Regions from separate parts of the Mus musculus genome. Here region 2 is linked to region 1. The links are chromatin contacts, called in public HiChIP or PLAC-seq maps. All regions are on one chromosome and are shown on one strand. The core of a region is the stretch at or near the end of the contact, and the rest is flanking DNA. Distances in the headings are between cores, read along the strand shown. Region 1 overlaps 1700037F03Rik (a long non-coding RNA gene). Region 2 overlaps Rhobtb3 (Rho-related BTB domain containing 3).

Region 1 (2,745 bases), core at 221-2,720:
GATAAGACTCAATTCATCACAAGAAAGTGGAGGTGACAATAGTACTTATGTCATGGGGTAAAGCATTAAATGACTTAACGTACGCAAAAGCTCTTAGAACAACTGAGTAGTATTGGTGAAATAGATACCATTGCCAAAGCTTGTCCTAAGATTCTGAGCAAATTGATTTGGAGTGGGGCTTAGGCATCGATGTTTTATAAAAACTCTAACATGGTTTTCCTGTGCAGTTAGGATTGAGTCACTAGACTATGTGAGTTTCAAAGTCTAGGCTAATAGATACTATCATGGATTTATATACTTACGTCTTATCTCTTCACTTTGTTCAATTTAGAGCTGTTTGTGTTATTAACTTCTGTTTGGAAAGCATCCTAGGAAGGCAAGACACATTAACAACAAATGCACACTAGCTATACTTTATAATGGTAGATTCTTCATTACTCTTTCTTAATGCACACACACATACACATATGATTGGGTTGGTGAGTACATGTGTATATACACGTATGTTGATGCTGGAGGATAACCTTGAGTATCATAAGAGATTCATCTTATTCATGTCCTTTGTGTCAGGGTCTCCTATTAGCCAGTTCTCAAAAGTTAGGCTAGTATTGTGTGATAAAACATTTCCTTCGGAGACAAAACACACACATCTACTCACTCCAGACAGGGATCCCATGACAGTCTAAAGTACTTATTACACAAAAGTCCAACACAGTGAATCAATGTGTCTTATTGGGATTATTTACAGGAACACAAATAATTCAAAGACAGCTGCATCACCAAAGCCCACAAAGCTGGGAACCTTGGAGCACTCTGCACAGCTTGCAGGTAGGTCAATAAGTTGGAGAGTGTCCTATCCAGGCACCCCTGCTGGTCTAAACCTCTTCCACACAGCTGGTAGTTTCTGCCTCTTCCACAAAGCAGGTGTGGTCTCAGAGTCCTCTTTGAAGCTCAGCTTCCTTCTGTCTTAAGGGAGACTCTCAGCTTTTATTTTTTACTCTGGTAGAAAGGGGCCCAGCAAATCTGGTCAAGTTCAAGGATGTTTCAAAGCTTCTCTGGAAGCTTCCCTGTAGGATGGAATGTTTTCATCTTAGAAGAAACTTACGCCACAGCTAGATTGGCTGCCCAGTGAACGTCCCTGGATCCTTATGCCTCTGTTTCCTAAGCACTGATTTTATAGACATTCTTTCATGTGGGATCTGGTAGGACTCACATCCATGTGCTTTCCTGGTAAAGTACTCACTGAGACATCCTCCCAGCCCAGATCATATTCTCTCTCTCTTTCTCTCCCCCCCCCCCCCTTCCTCCTCAGCCTCCCTCAGCCTTGAAGCAGGTGATTCAGACTTTGCTGCCACTGAATAAGAGATCACCTGGGGTGTAGCCTTCCTACTTAGATGGCTATATTGTTATGTCAACTACTGCTCCCCTTCTCTGAGACTCTGCTACCTGCTGAGAGACCCTTGAGACTTTCCGGAGACGCATCCTATTCTGCACGTCTACAGGCTGGTTCCAGGCACTAAGAATGGATTGGCAGGGGATGGGCCTCCCCTCTTTATAAGCAAGACTCTTAGTAAACTTTGGGGCCTTGATCAGAGAAAAATTTGTCTAGTTTCTTTCAGCCCCAGCCTGCCCTTCAGGAGTACCGGTTCATGTAAGCTGCGGGCTCTCTCTCTCTCTCTCTCTCTCTCTCTCTCTCTCTCTCTCTCTCTCTCTCTCTCTCTCCCCCTCCCTCCCTCCCTCCCTCCCTCCCTCCTCCTTCTCTCTCTCCTCCTTGTCCTCTTCCTCCTCCTCCTCTTCCTTTTCCTGTTTTTCTTAAGTCATGGTCTCACTTTGTAGCCCTGGCTAATTAACAGAGATCTGCCTACCTCTACCTCCTGAGTGCTGGCTGCAAAGGTGTGCACCACCATAGCTGGCCCCAGCCCAGATTCTTAATGATTTTAATTCAAGCAGATTTTCAAGCCTAAAGCATGATAAGTGTTCTTTAGCTATTTTAGCTCACTGACCAATAGCATCATATGGAAATTCATAGCCTCACAATAAATATGACTTGGTTGTTAAATTCAGGGTATACACACTCATGTAGAACAGTCAAACATATTCATTGCATATTTGATGCCTGGTGAGTTATAATGAGTTGGACTACCAGGCCATTACTTAATTATGCTCTTGAATGAATTAACACTTCTCAAATGTGAGAAAAGCATACCTAGCTTTATCACTTCTTTCAGTGAATTGGTTGGAACATCCAAAATATTGCAGTACAGTTCTGAAAAAGTTCAAGTGTGGCTCATATTAAAGAATCATGGAGTTTATAAGTATATAAGTTTATATAACTTTGGGGCCCTACCATGTAATATTGATAATTTTTTAATAAAGTAAGAAGATGCAAATGAGTAGTGAGAAAGAAACTATAATTACCCACAATTTCATAACCTAAAAAGTTATCACCAAGAACATTATATATTGAGAGAGAGAAAACATGAAAAAGAGTGAGATTATATACACATATGCAAAAGGTTAGTCTATAGATGAAATTTTACAAGTATGCTATTAAGATATTTTCTCAGAGTATTGTTTATAAGGCAACATAACTTTTAACTTTTATCTTTAGTATGCTAGGTGACATCAACTCAAGATAAAGAATGCAAGCAATAGGAGTATTGATATTGCTCAGGGCAGAAAGACAGGGTTATGAAGAATGATGTATATCATTTTAGAGTATCATTTTACCAATAAATTATTTCT
Region 2 (3,178 bases), core at 123-2,622, 190 kb before region 1:
GAGCATTTTTTTAATCAAGAAAAGTGGAGACTGTTGGTCTGTTTATATTAAGTACTGCCGAAATAATAACAATGTTGTTGGTGTCATAGCTACAATGGAATGTAATAGATGTAACAAATAGAAGTACACACCAGTAATGTGTGTTTTCTTTTTGTTTCTCAGAGCAGTAGTCTAACCGTACATCTTCTCTCATTTGCTCTCTCATCAGCTGGCATTTTTCAGGCCATGTGTCTCCTGATCTGTGCTGAGATGTACCAGGTCTCTAGACTGCAGCACATCTGTGAGCTGTTCATCATCACACAGCTGCAGAGCATGCCCAGCAGGGAGCTGGCCTCCATGAACCTCGACATTGTAGACCTGCTCAAAAAGGCCAAGGTGGTTGGCTTGGGTCAGGGTGGGGCTCTTTTGATTTAAAATACACAGATACTCCTTTTATTTTTCTGTGTTTTAACAGCAATATCGAGACTAGTATTCATTCAAAAGTTTGGCTGAATGAGGCTACAGTTTCTTTGCACTGGTTTTTACAGTTAAGTAATTTTGAAGCATTAGGTTAGAAGTTACATATGCGTATTTTTTTTTCCCCAATCGTGGTACTAATCCAGGTTCCTTGAGTGTGGCTGTGTTAAGAACAGTGGCAGTACAGGAAATAGAATTTTCTTCCTACATTACTGAAAGGAAAATGGTAGGATTAGTCTGTATATGCCAACTGACATAGTTCCCAAAACTCCTTTCTCCCTCATTCATTAATCATTCATTCATTTCATGAGCATATTTTCGAATTCAGTGGTATGGTGAACATTTGTTGAGTTCACCTGACAAGCCTTGCTGATTAGGAATCTAGGAAAATGAAAAGTGTAAAGTTGGGTATCACCTCACTGGCTTCTGGCTCCTCGAATGCCCAGGCCCTCACTGTTAAGAATGGTGCTCCTACTAATTCTGGGAGACACATGCAGATTGCACAAGTCACTGTGAACAGCTGTGGTTATAAAGTGTAGTAGGAGGCTGGCCCGTGGCCTACACGAACCAGGTATTTCTGGAAGGCAGGCTGGGGCTGAAAGAGAGACTAGGTGGCGAGAAAAGAATGAAGCCAAGACAAATTTTTCTCTGATCAAGGTCATCGAGTTTATTAAGAGACTGTGCTTAAAAGGGGGATTTCCCCCCCCCCCCCCCCGCCAGTCCATGTCGCCATGCTGTTGCTTATTCAGGAATGTCTCAGGAAGATAGGTTCAGCCTCTAGGCAGGTAGCAGAAGAGCAGGGCAGTTGTCACTTCAAAGGAAGCCAGCCAAGTCGGAAAGCTGCACTGCAGGTGGCCCCACCTCAGTGGCGACAAGGTCTGCATCAGCCTGCTTCAGGCTGGGGGACGCTCCAATAAAGAGCTGAGCATATGGAAGCTGAAGAGGTGCACAGCAGAGCAGTGCCTCTGAGCACACAGCTGAGCAGATCGGAAATGGAATGCATTTTCTTTTTCCTTTCTTGCAGTTTCACCACTCAGACTGCCTTTCCACCTGGCTGCTTCATTTCATCGCCACTAACTACCTCATATTCAGCCAAAAGCCTGAATTTCAAGACCTTTCAGGTACATTGCTGATTTCTGCTTTGAAAAGAAAATGTTATAGCTTTCCTTTGTGATTTGCAACATAATTAACAGAAACAAATGCTTTAACTTGAGAACATAAATATAATGCTACCCACTTCCTTTTAATTCCTCTATATAACTAAGGACACTTCAGCTTTAGTCACCTGGGTTTCATAAGCAGCGTGGCCTAGGTTACACAATACATTTTCTAATGATTATTTTATAGTGTTCATTCATGTTTAATTTGTTTTCTGGTAGGAGTGTTAAAGTGGTGACAAGTGTCCTCAGGTGCCACTTGGCTGTGGTAAATGAGACCTTATTCAGTCAGGAGCAAACTTTAAACGATATATGGTTGAGCTTTTTCCTTTTCATAGAAATATAAGTATTGTTATTTTATAAGATGTCATCTTTAATACTTAGATAATCTATATATATATCTATGTAGGAGCTTTGAAATAATAGTTTTCTTATTAACCAAGTATTATGGAAGGTTATATGGAATTACTGGAGATAATTGTAGAGTGATTTCTGAGGTAACTGGTAACGATTAAAATGAGGCAGCCAGGCGTGGCGGTGCATGCTCAGGATCTCGGCATTTGTAAGTGGAGGCAGGGGCTGGTGAGATGGCTCAGTGGGTAAGAGCACCCGACTGCTCTTCCGAAGGTCAGGAGTTCAAATCCCAGCAACCACATGGTGGCTCTCAACCATCCGTAACGAGATCTGACTCCCTCTTCTGGAGTGTCTGAGGACAGCTACACAGCTACAGTGTACTTACAATAAATAAATAAATCTTTAAAAAAAAAAAAAAAAAAAAAAGAAAGTGGAGGCAGTAGAATTCTGAGTTCTAGGCCAGTCTCAGCTTCAGAACAAGCAAAGGGTGAGATTTCCTGGAACTGCATAATAGGAAGGAAAACAAGGTGGGGTGTTTGTCAGAGTAGGTGACTCATGAAAAGGACAGGAAAGAGTGCCAGTCAAGGACAAAGAACTCTGTATGGGGATGGCTGAGGGTTTGGAGAGTGCTACAGAGGGATTAGGGGTAAACAGGATAAGTGGAGGGAAAGAGAATGGAGCAGCAGACTCCAGAGTTCTGGGCTCCCCTCCATGTCTGTATAATGTCTTAGTGGTGACGCACAGAACCTGAAAACCATCTTGGCCTCTTTCTGCTCTACACACTGTCACAAAAACATGGGATCCAGAGTCTATCAAAAGCATTGGCTTTTGATAGATATATTCAGCCCGTTAACAAAACTGTGCACCTGTCCTCTAGCTCAAGCACTCAGTTGCTAAGATAGTAGTGTAATATAATCAAAGCAAAGCAAAGGTCAGATAACATTCACTCTGCATTTTGCAAGGAAAAAAAAAAAAAAGACTGGGCTTATCATAAAGATAAGGTGTGCTCTGCTTGCAACCCGTACAAGCAGTGCACTGACGAGAACAAGGCTGTTCTCTTAAGACATTAACAACTTCATTCTGGCTCTATAGCTACTACAACTGTGACACATTAGGCCACTTCCATTGTAAAAGAATGAAATTATTTTCTAACCACTCTTAGATCTCCATGAGGTGTAATTACAGCCTCCGGAGAAAGACAGTACATACAT

What was found. HiChIP or PLAC-seq counts read pairs in DNA pulled down with a chosen protein or histone mark.
Region 2: a contact with region 1 is called in an H3K27ac HiChIP or PLAC-seq map of embryonic stem cells, with 2.8 times the contacts expected there. The contact joins two enhancer-like sites. A contact is called at or near these places in 4 of 39 promoter capture datasets (embryonic stem cells, liver and stem cell-derived epiblast-like cells), 1 of 484 Hi-C or Micro-C datasets (bone marrow-derived macrophages), 1 of 115 datasets of contacts at active chromatin or transcription factors (embryonic stem cells) and 1 of 9 other capture datasets (pancreatic islet).

What each region holds. Positions count from the first base shown.
Region 1 is chr13:75,684,321-75,687,065 of GRCm38.p6, reverse strand. 1700037F03Rik (a long non-coding RNA gene) reads left to right here. Exons shown (of 3, transcript XR_873683.1): 2 at 749-828. Among named protein-coding and RNA genes, the nearest start is that of Gm23012, 6.2 kb to the left of the region's middle. Within about 2 kb of position 1,470, at least 10 of the 459 cell types and tissues checked have an H3K27ac peak or open chromatin away from gene starts, as enhancers often do. A contact at or near this core is called in embryonic stem cells, where this site is marked.
Region 2 is chr13:75,874,570-75,877,747 of GRCm38.p6, reverse strand. It overlaps Rhobtb3 (Rho-related BTB domain containing 3), which reads left to right. Exons shown (of 12, transcript NM_028493.2): 10 at 209-375; 11 at 1,481-1,577. Among named protein-coding and RNA genes, the nearest start is that of Gm24163, 29 kb to the left of the region's middle. Within about 2 kb of position 1,372, at least 20 of the 459 cell types and tissues checked have an H3K27ac peak or open chromatin away from gene starts, as enhancers often do. A contact at or near this core is called in embryonic stem cells, where this site is marked.